2 separate regions of the Columba livia genome follow, and region 2 is linked to region 1. Evidence: chromatin contacts called from public Hi-C data. All regions are on one chromosome and are shown on one strand. Each heading gives the region's core, a stretch centred on a gene start, on an enhancer-like site or on the middle of the called end of the contact. The rest is flanking DNA. Distances are from core to core; before and after follow the strand shown.

Region 1 (4,787 bases), core at 1,335-3,834:
GTGATCTGGTTGTTCTGGAAGTAGACGTATTTCATCCGGGAAGGCACGAAGGGCAGGTACCTCAGGTTCCGGGTGTCACAGTACATGGCTGATGAGAAGTTAGGGGGACAATCACACTCGTGGGGACATTGCCAGGAAAGGGCTTGCTGAGGTTCAGGGCCAGGCTCTGCCTCTGTCTCTGGGGCTGGGACGTAAGAATAGATGTAAGGGGGGTTCTCGTCTTCGTAGTAGGGCATGTAGTTGTAGGAGGACACCCGGGACTGCCGCATGTAGTACTGCAACCACGCCATGTCTTCTTCTTCATTGTACTGGCCCAGGGAGGCTCCGCAGAGCCCAGCGATGACCAGGACGGTGGCCCAACGCATGGTGCTGGTGCTGGAGGGACCTGGGTGGGGGACAAATGGGGAGGAACCATCAGCAGCGTCAGGTGTGGGGTGAGGGGAGTTGCACCCCTGCCTGGAGATGGTGCCACTCGGCAGCAGAGCTGGACAACCAGGGGACCTGGAGGAATCTTACCCAAAAAAGGGGGCTGCAAGCATGTCCCCTGCTTGCAGGTACCTGATCTTCCCCCTTTTCACCTCAGCCCTGCTAGAAACCTGCATCCCGGTGGATATTTGCTCGCAAAATCTGAACTTACGGGTGTTTCTGTTATAACTGAGTAGGGATGGAGATATAGGGCACGTGTTCCATAGCGGTGTCAGGTCGCTCAGCCCTGGGATTCACCGAGCAGGGGAGAGCGGGAGCTGTGAGCGCAGGTTGATGGAGCTCGAGGCGTTTTGCTGGAGCTGTATTTGTGTGACAGCCGCTGGCGACAGGATTCGCGTGGGTTCCATCCAGCCCCACTTCCTGCACAGAAGCACAGGGTGCTCAGGCTGCTCGGGACTGATGCAAATCCTGGCAAACGACTTCTGGCTGGTTTTTGAAATTAAACCACTTTCAAGCTTAGATTCCCCAAGCTCAACCCTGACACGAAAAGGGGCAACGTCCATGTAGATGAGGTTCTTAGGGACGTGGTTTAGTGACAGTGTTGGGTTAATGGTTGGACTTTATGGACTTGAGGGTGTCTTCCAACCAAAATGATTCTAGGAATCCTCGTCTTGGGGCTAAACGAGCACACAGAGCGGCCTGGAGCGAGGCAGCTTGAAATTCCTCCAGGAAATACGTGGGGCCGAGCTGTTCGGAGGGGGAGCGGAGCTGCTCCTGCCTGCTGGCTCCTCTGCATGTGCTACATACGTGGCTGGGCAGGCAGAGCTGTGGGGCTGCGGTGCATCCCTGCCAGCTCCGCTCCCGCCGCCCAGCCGGTGTCCCCCTCACCGCGGGGTCACCCCATGGCACGGCCCGTGTCCCCCCGCTGGCGGGAGGGGACGGTTCTGCAGCGGACAGAGAGGGCACGGTTTGCTGCCAGCGAGGCAGCCTGGCAGCTGCTGGCGCTGGAGGAAAGCGGGACTGAAGGGCAGGCACGGCTCCCTCGCCCCCTCCTCTCCCTCTCTGCCCTCCGCAGGCTCCTGCAGCGCGGGGCACATGGGACGTGGTGCTCGGGGATGCTGGTGCCACGAGGAGCTTGGCAGGAGCAGTTTGTTCTCCTCCTCCCTCCTGCTCTGGGGCTGAAATACCAGAGCCCCCTGAGCCCCCCAGCCATGCAGAGCAGCTTGGCAGCCCCTGCCCAGGGGCAGCATGGATCCACAGGGACCCTCCACCTTCCCTAGTGCCCCCCCCTTCACCAAACCGGTAACCCCAGAGCTTGTCCTCAGCTGCCCCCCACTTCATTGGAACGTTGCTTCTCCCCTCCCCAGGGGGGTTCAGCACTGGTTTTGGGGGTATCTGAGCTGAGTGCACCAACCATGAGACCCGTGTCACCTCCTGGTGCACATGCTCCCGTGCCAGAGGCTGCCGGGGTAATGGGGTCACCCTGGTAGGGAGCGGGTTTTGGAGCCGAGGGGCTCCAGGGTCTGTGGGCAGGCATGAAACCAGCTCCCCTTCCCCTGCAGATGGGATAGGCAGAGGGTGCCAGGTGCTGCCCGTACCTGGGGCTGATGGATTGGGTGTCCAAGTTCCACCAAGGGGGCAAGGAGCTGCTGGGGGCACAGGGGACGTGGGCAGCGGGAGCTCCCGCCGCGGTGGCTCGGGAGCGCTGGCGCTCACCCTGTGCCACCCGTGTCGCTGGCATGTGCTCCGCGTGGAGCCGCCCGCCGAGGCCAGGGCATGGAAATCAGCCTTAAAAAAACCAATCATTATAAATACAGAGACAGACTTACCGAGGTGAGCGTCTCCTTCCCAAAGCCGCGCTGCTCTTCTGCGGGATCTCCCGTGTGCCAAGCAGCATGTGAGTGCGTCTCTGGGTCTGCAGAGCCTGGTGTCCGCCCCAGATCCCAGATCAAATATTGTGCTTGCAGGTCACGGGCTCGGCAGGTTTTTTTGGGGAGTGACCTACCAGCAGCAGCCGGTTTGCAGGAGAGACTGAAAAGACCCTAATGCTGCCTGGCGTTATAAATAACCTGCTTTTTCTGTCCTCCCTCTCTCTCTCTCTCTCTCTCTCTCCCGTCTTTTCTCATAGGAGTGTTGGCACTTTTCAGGCTCTCTCTGTTTAACGAGTTAGTGGAATCGGGGATGTTGTTTTTAAAAGGGCTGTTGTTAGGTCTCCTGTGTTTCTCATCAGGAAGCAATGAGGAGGCCTCTGGCCAGATTAAAAAATATCAGGTTTTGAGGCGCTGAGGATGCGATTCTTAGGGAGAAGTGAGAAAGTATCTTTAACTTTAGCAGTACCAGGGAGGAGACGTTGGTGCCTGCGCCGGCTGCAGCCCGGGCTCTTCCCCAGGCAGCCTCAGTTTATGCAGTCCTGCTATTAAATATTTCGGATAAACATTTCCACGAACGATAAGGCTGCAGCATCCAAGGTAAATAAGTTGCCTACCAAAGGGCCACTGTGACAGCGGGAGTTTGTCTTCAGCGTGGCAGCAGAGCCATGCCAAGCTGGCATTTCTGCAGACTGTGCAGAATTGGGTGTCCCCTGTGGGTGTCCCCCCCAGGGCTGAGCTGGGGGGACAGGGAGTGTGTGCTGAGGGTGACCCGTGTTTGGGCAGGGACAGCAGAGCTCCCAGTTGTCCCTGCCGCATCACCTCCCATTGCTGGTGCCCTGGGGTGTCCTGCAAAGTGGGGGAGCGGTGGGCACTGTCACAGCCCCTGGTCCCTGTGCTGGCCCTCTGTGCACTTCACCTCTGGGACAGCTGTCCCTGTGTCACAGCATTTCTGCCCGAAAGGAATGGGAAGGAGGAGCCCTGAGCACCTCATCCGTCCCATGCCCGCTGCAGCAGCACGGCCAGGTCCTCCCGCAGCCCGGAGCTGCTCCGAGAGGCTCCGCAGGTGCTGGACTCCGGACACGCTTTTCCTTTGCTTCCCATCAAATCTCCAGCCAAAACCTCCTCTTCCCCTGGGCAGCCTTGCAAAGATGCTTATCGTCCCGAGGTCCTTGTTGTAAGGAGGAGGAATGTGGGGCTGAGGGACACGCTGTGCAGTGGGGACGGTGCCAGCGAGCCGCTGTGCTCGGGCAGGAGCAGCGTGCCTGGAAAGCACAGCTCGCAGCACTGGGAGCGTTCAGAGAAAGCCTCGCCTTCGAGGGGAAACCAGGATGGGGGGTAGCGCTGCCTAAAAGGAGGGAAAACTTTAGTAAAGTGGGGTGGGGGCTTTCGTTTGGCTGGTAGCAGCTCTTCTTCCATGCCCAGCATTGCCGTGACAGCTTGCAGTGGCACGGGGCAGCTGGAGAAGGGTCCGACCATGGGCAGGGAGGTGGTTCGGGGCCCTGGGTGATGTAGGAATGACCCCGCTCAGGGGGATAGTTCCTGCTGCCAGGGAGCTCCGTTCCACGGAGAATGGCGGGGAGGGCAGTGGCAGCCAGTAACATCTGCTGCTCCGATGGTGTCAACCAGCGTCACATCCCTGGCAGCTCGAGGTGTCCCGCTGGCCAACAGCTCGGAGGCTTTCGCAGGGCTTGGCTGTTGTTCTGGAAAAGCAGCTTGTCCCCAGCTAGGTTAGATGAGGAGCGTGGCCTCGCTGTCTTCGGGAAGTTACAAATATTCCTGACCCAGGACCCTTTGGGGGAGGCTGTTTGCACACCCATGGGGGCTGGTGGTCGCCCCGGGGATGCTGAGGAGCCGTCCCCACCCAAACTGGCTCCGAATGGTGCCGTTCCCCATGGCCACATCCCCCTTTCCCAGCCTAAACCGGAAGATACCGCCACACCTGAGCTCGGTTTGTGTGTTCCCCACTGTCACCAGGACTTTCTGTCAAATCTCACCCTCACCAGCTCGGGATTATCTCACAGAAGTGAACATTTACCATCTAAAGAAGCACATATGTCTTTTTTTCTCCATCCAACTTCGAAATGTCGCGCTCTGGGCATCCAGCGTCTCGCGGGGCTCTCCTGGTCCGTCTGTCTGGCAGGAGGTGGGTGTTGATAAGACCTCAGCGCTACCGCTCATGACAGGCCAGTGTGAAACCAGCTCCTCTGGGTTCCCAAGTGACTTCCATGAAACTTCTCCAACATCTCCTCCTACAGACACCTCTTCCCTGCCGCTGACAGTTCAAAGCAAGCCCTGAACTGGTGAAAGGAGCCGGGAACGCGCCGTCCTGCTTGCTGGAAGCCAGTGGTCCCTGTGTAATCTCATCTGGAGCAGTTCCTCCAACGGTCGCAGTCTGCGTCCCATCAGAGCCAGACAGATGCCGGTGTTGGTTTGCTTTGGTTTCCTAAACCAAACTGATGTGAGCAGTGTCTGTTTTGGTTGGGTTTGTTC
Region 2 (5,430 bases), core at 1,095-3,594, 33 kb before region 1:
CGCTAAGTCAAAGACTAAAGCAGTGGAGCTTTTTGAAGATGAAAAAGCATTACCAGGAGCTCAGTTACCTACATCCCGTTTGTGTCTTAGTATTTCTCTCTGCCAGTACTCCTGCTTATTATTAAAAGTGTAAGAAAATGAGTTCCATTACCCAGGGATAAGTTCTTTATCTGAAGGCTTGTCTGGAAATCGTGGTGTCTTAGCAGAAAATGGAGCGTGGGCAGGCTGGCAGCTTTTCTTCCCGAATGGCTGGTACGTTGCTGGGCCGGGACTCACAGGCTGCAAAAGATGAAATTTCTGTATGGAAAATGTGGTTCTGCAGACCGTTCGTACGTGCTCTGATCAGCCCGCGGGGCGGGACAGACCTGCTGCTCCGTGCCCGCTTGGGCCACCCCGATAGCCTGAAAAAATCAATGATGCACTCCCTGCTGCTCACCCAGTGTGTCCTGTGTTGTTGCTCCTAATATGCTGTTGTTCTGGAGAAATTAGGTCAGAAAACAGAGTGTTTGTTCAGGCGGTATATGTAGGTTTACATACATGTGTATGTGATACAAAGAAATGGGTATATACAAATACGTGTGTTGGTGTTGCCAGAGCTCATGTGATCAGTCTCTACATTCAACACCTCCCACTAGACTCGTGTAAGGAGATCTATAGCTACCCTATAGATGATGTTGGAGGTGGGAACAGCCTACAAACCCTTGGAAGCTGCAGCTCTGCCCTTCGAGGTGTGCTTTCTTACCTGGGGCTGCGGCAGGAAGCGCTGGGCCGTTCTCGCTCCGATCACGTAGCCTTTGTTGCTCAGTGGTCTGTTTCCCAAAGAGTATCTGAGGCTGCTTTTCTGCGAGTCAAAACCAAAGTGTCTCACTGGCATTTTTAAGACATCATTTGCATTAGGGGAAGGGCAGAAGTACATGAGCAGCAGGTATAATTTTTATTAATACCTCTAATTTCTCACTGATGTAGGGCGCTAGGGCAGCTGGAGCTTTGAGGACTGGTACTTTTGGAAGTGGAGCTTATTTTTCTAGGTATGTGTGGAGCCCTTGTACAATGGGTTTGGAGGTGAGGGGGATGCCGTGTCTGGCTGGCCATGGTCCTGTCGCTCCTGTACCGTGTGTGTTGTGTGAAGGGAAAGCTCTGAGCACATCCCTGAAGGATTTACCTCTTGGCTGAGGTAGCAGCCTGGCCCCAGCGAAGGGTTCCCCCCAGCGGCTGTCAGCTGGATCCCCAGCCTGTCCGAGGCCTGGTGGGCAGGGAAGATTTTCCGTTCTTGGCATGACCCGAACGAGATCCGCTTTTGTGCATCTGTGGGACCGGGAGATGGAGATTCCACCAGTGTGATAAACCCACGCGGAGGTGACCGCTTGCTGCTTTTTTTACCATCTTAAGTGTCTGCTGCTCTCTGCCTGAGGCCAACCACCCCCTCATCTCCCAGATGGGAATTTCCCTGAGCCTGGATGTTCGTGAGGGGTCTTGCCCTCTGGATGTCTGTTCCCTCCTGCCGCAGAGGCTCGTTTTCCCCGTCGGGGCACGGGGCAGCGCAGCAGCTGTGGGGAAGGCTCCCGGGCAGCCCCGTGCCAGCGGGGGCTGCGGGAAAGGGAAGCGCTGGTGCCCACAGCCGCGCGCCTGGCCAGGCTCACCTCTGGGCTCCCAGGCCATGCTGCCCTGCCACGGTCACTGTGCGTGTTCTGCAGTTGCCATAGACGCGGAGCAGAGGCTGCTGGAGGGAACGCTGGTGGTGGCGGCACCTCGGGGTGCGGGAAAAGAGGAGGATTAGTAAAGCCCTGGATCGTGCTGTGCTGGGTCCTACTCTGAGGAGCTGCTGTTTGCACCCCCTGGGTCAGTGGGGAGAGGTCTCCGGGGGAGCAAGCTATGGGTTGGGCTGTCAGGACCCTTCTGTGTGATCTCCCTTGTGACACAGCCTGCTCTGCGCGTTGTCTGCTCTCTTTTTCCCTGTCTCGCTGCCATGGTGCAGCTGCAAAAAACCCCTGGAAAATGCTATATTGGAATTAAGTCCAGCTTGTGGATTCAGGCCCTTCCCTGAGCGCAAGTGTAAGTGCCATGAGAGAATGAGGGAGCATCAAATATTAAGAGTGAGATGAGCTGAAACACTGAGGATTGCTGCTTTTGCAGCACACTTTATTTAATAAATCTTATTCCGTGTAATTAGATCAGGGGGGTCTGTTTGCTGTAGTAGGATGGGTGTCTTCACGGCCAGCTGCAGCAGGAGCAGCTGGTGTCAAACACGAGACCGTCCTGGCAGCTCTGCACCAAGGTTTCACCATTAACGCAGCTGTAGAAGTTGCTCCTGTTGGTTGGACTTGCATAGGTGGTGTTTTAACTAATGAGAGCATCTTCCTCTGGCTTTACAAGGATCTTGGAGTCAGCGGCTGGGTGCTATCAGCAATTAAAATATCCAACAGTAGGTGTCAATGTTGCTTGCTCTTCCCAGCCCTGTCGATACAGTGAGTGGTTTTCCAGCTCTCCTATCAAGAGCTTTGGTGATATTGCTGGTCTCTCAATGGCTTAACAGCTTTTAATGGCTGAGCTGTCCTTGGGGGCTGCTGAGCTGCTTGGGAAATTGTCCCACTCTCTTCACTTCAGGAATCTGACAGAGAATTAAGGAAATATGGCTGCAGAGCCAGTGGCCACACATGTGAATATCTGGCTCCGCATCCAGCTGGGTACGTGTACGCATAAGTTACTGCCGCTATAACCCGATGCCTGTAAATGGAGTCCTGAAAAAGGATCTGTGCTACCTCCAAGTCATGTAACGCTCAGACGTGTCCTTCACTGTGCGCACATGGAGCTGCTGGTGGCCGGTGTAATAATATCTGCGCAAAGAGGAGACAGCTGGAGCCTGTGGGTCTGGCGTCTGCTGCCCTGCTGAGAGCTTGGAGAGCGATTTGGGAGCTGTCCTGCTCCAAATCCCTTTTGTTCTCCTAAACAGGTTGTTTGGTGTAGCCGAAAGGCTCATGTTGCTGCTGCCGGGAGGACCGTCCTGCGTGCAGCCCAGGCTGCGGAGCCGGCACCGCGACCTGCGGCGTGACGTGCTCTGTGCAGGAGCGCGGGCTGCGCGGGGGGTGTCTGCCATCTGTTCCTGCTCAGACTCACAGCAAGAAATGAGGAGCTTTAAAGCTCCCCGGATTTCCTCCTCCAGAAGACAATCACATCTCGTAGGTCTTGGGCTGGGACTTGGTGCAGACCGGCGTTCAGGGCACTTTTCCTGTACAGGACAGCCAGGAGGGACTCAGATCTCTCTGATTGTTATGACACCGGCACATTTGTTTAAAGATCTCTGGTTTAAAGCCTGTTTTCCCCAGTGCTAACTCCTTGTTGCAAAGGCTGGATCTGTTCTGCTTCACACATCTTCCATTTGATTTCCCTTCCCTCCACAGCTCATTGAGTGGAACTAAAGAACTGCTGATTTTCAGATACCAACCATTCCCTGCCCCCCGGGGAAATTCTTGCCTTCTGCATGTACATTCCCAGAAATATCATCCGTGACTCACGCTGATTACGAAATGCTGCAGCCATTTCCCTGGCTGCTTCCACAGAGCGTCATCGTTTATTCGCCTTCTGTCCCCAGGTATATTTTATAAGGATTTAGCAGAGTTCTTTTCATGAGGAATTTGATGCAGTACTGCAATCAGCCATTGCATATTCTTCCCTTACAGCACATCTTTCATCTTTCCTTATTCTCTGTTGGCACTAAACTGCTATAATTAGGTGCCGTAAACAAATCTCAAGCTTCTCTGATGTTGTGAAACACTCGAACTTGATTTCTGGCCATCCTGTTCCTCAAATAAACCTTGACTCTGCACTGCAGGCATCCTACGAATATTCCCTGGTGATCAGGACTGAGGCGGCGCGCTCAGCCGCTCCCCGGTGAGAATGGTGCTCTCGGTGCCGAGGGACGGGCGGCAGATCCTTCCACCTGCCCTGGTATCCAAGTGTTAGCCCCAAGAACTATTTCCTGGCCCGTTGGCAAGTGAGGACATGAGGACAGGCCTTCGGAAGGGGGCATGTGTGCATAGGATATAGATTCACAGACTGCTGCCTTGCACATAAACATCTGTGCCCAAGTGCAGGTGTGTGCAGGTGGGCAAAACATACTGCAGAAAGGCTGTATGTGCATGAACAAACATGCACAGGGCTGTCATTTCAGCTAATAAGGAAGTATCACGTGAAGAATGCTTTGTTTCAGCTGCTCTGGATTTTTCTTCGTCTGTTTTTATGCACCTTTTGTCACATGCACGTTTTTATAGTCTGATCTTTTCAAAATTGGATTTATTAAAGTATGTAATCTTCAAAACCCCACTTGAGATTGATAATGCACATTAGAGTCTAAACTATTATAATCTATTATTTAGAAAAATATCAGCAGCAGGCATGCAGATCTTGAACTCCTTACAGAGAGGACCCCAGCGGCAGGTTCCGGCAGGCTGCTCCCTGCAACGTGACCGGTTTTCCCCATCCATCTCACCCCGACAATCCCCATTATCTGTGAGGCAAGAACCAGCTGCCCTGGGTTGCAGCTGAGGGCGCTGGGTGCTGGTCCATCCCGCAGCGCAGCGCGTCGAGCCGGGCACTGTCCGCATCCCGCGCCCGTGGGGCCCAGATGGGAGCGATAACTTAGAGCAGGGCTACGGGAACTTCCTTTGGGCTTGTCCTTTTTCCTCGGAACCCTTCAGAGGAGGCTCTGCCCCCACAGCAGCATCCCAGCTCATCTAATTACTGACTAAGCTCCTTTCCTGGTTAGCTGACATCTGCCCATTGCCAATTAATCCTTGTTCACAAGCTCAGTAACCTGAGCCATCTGTATAGGTAAGAGAGATAAGCTTCCCATTAAACATTTACAGGATATAACAAGAGAGTATTGAAGCAACTGTTGCTGAGACAACCCAGGCGAGTGTCTGCGCGCCGGGAGGAGCTGACCCCGCGCCTCCAGCCGCCTCGCGGCCGTCGAACCAGAAAAATACAGGGGTCTAAACATGTACGTGGACCGTCACACGCCCCCAAAAGGGTACGTGGTCCTCTCGCTTACGTCTGTGAATGCTCTCACTAGCATAGTGAAGGTTTTTAAAATAATTCAATAGCATTTGTGGCCCTAGAAGTTCTAGCAACCAAATAGCCTTTAAATAAAACATTCACCACTGAAGCAGCGGCTCGAGATGCTCTTTAACCTCAAACGCCTAAAATAGCTCAGGGGTTGGTGTGACCCCCCCTGGTTCAGCAGAGACCTTATCTGTGTCCCCAAGCTTCATCAGTTACTGTCCTTGTTTTTAAAGAGCAGTTCTGTTTCAAAATCTTGCTGGAATGGGTTTTATCTCGCAGAGCATCTTCTTGTTTCCCCAGTCAAGGTTTCCATCTCAGGGCTGGCACAGAGAACGAGATCCCATTCCCCTCACAGCAATCAGTGCCAACAGA

The links. Hi-C and Micro-C count contacts between places; a contact is called where the count stands out from the background.
Region 2: a contact with region 1 is called in a Hi-C map of liver, with 3 times the contacts expected there. The contact joins the enhancer-like site here to the promoter of FMOD in region 1. A contact is called at or near these places in 2 of 2 Hi-C or Micro-C datasets (crop and liver).

Annotation. Positions count from the first base shown.
Region 1 is chr22:6,241,425-6,246,211 of bColLiv1.pat.W.v2, reverse strand. FMOD (fibromodulin) reads right to left here and starts at 2,584. Exons shown (of 3, transcript XM_005510324.3): 1 at 2,256-2,584; 2 at 1-385. The coding sequence starts at 365. LOC110364643 (a long non-coding RNA gene) reads left to right here and starts at 2,853. Exons shown (of 2, transcript XR_002423558.2): 1 at 2,853-4,787.
Region 2 is chr22:6,273,820-6,279,249 of bColLiv1.pat.W.v2, reverse strand. CIMAP3 (ciliary microtubule associated protein 3) reads right to left here. Exons shown (of 6, transcript XM_021298309.2): 1 at 1,641-5,430; 2 at 1,163-1,305; 3 at 743-841; 4 at 152-279. The coding sequence starts at 1,659. Among named protein-coding and RNA genes, the nearest start is that of CIMAP3, 4.7 kb to the right of the region's middle. Within about 2 kb of position 2,344, at least 3 of the 3 cell types and tissues checked have an H3K27ac peak away from gene starts, as active enhancers do.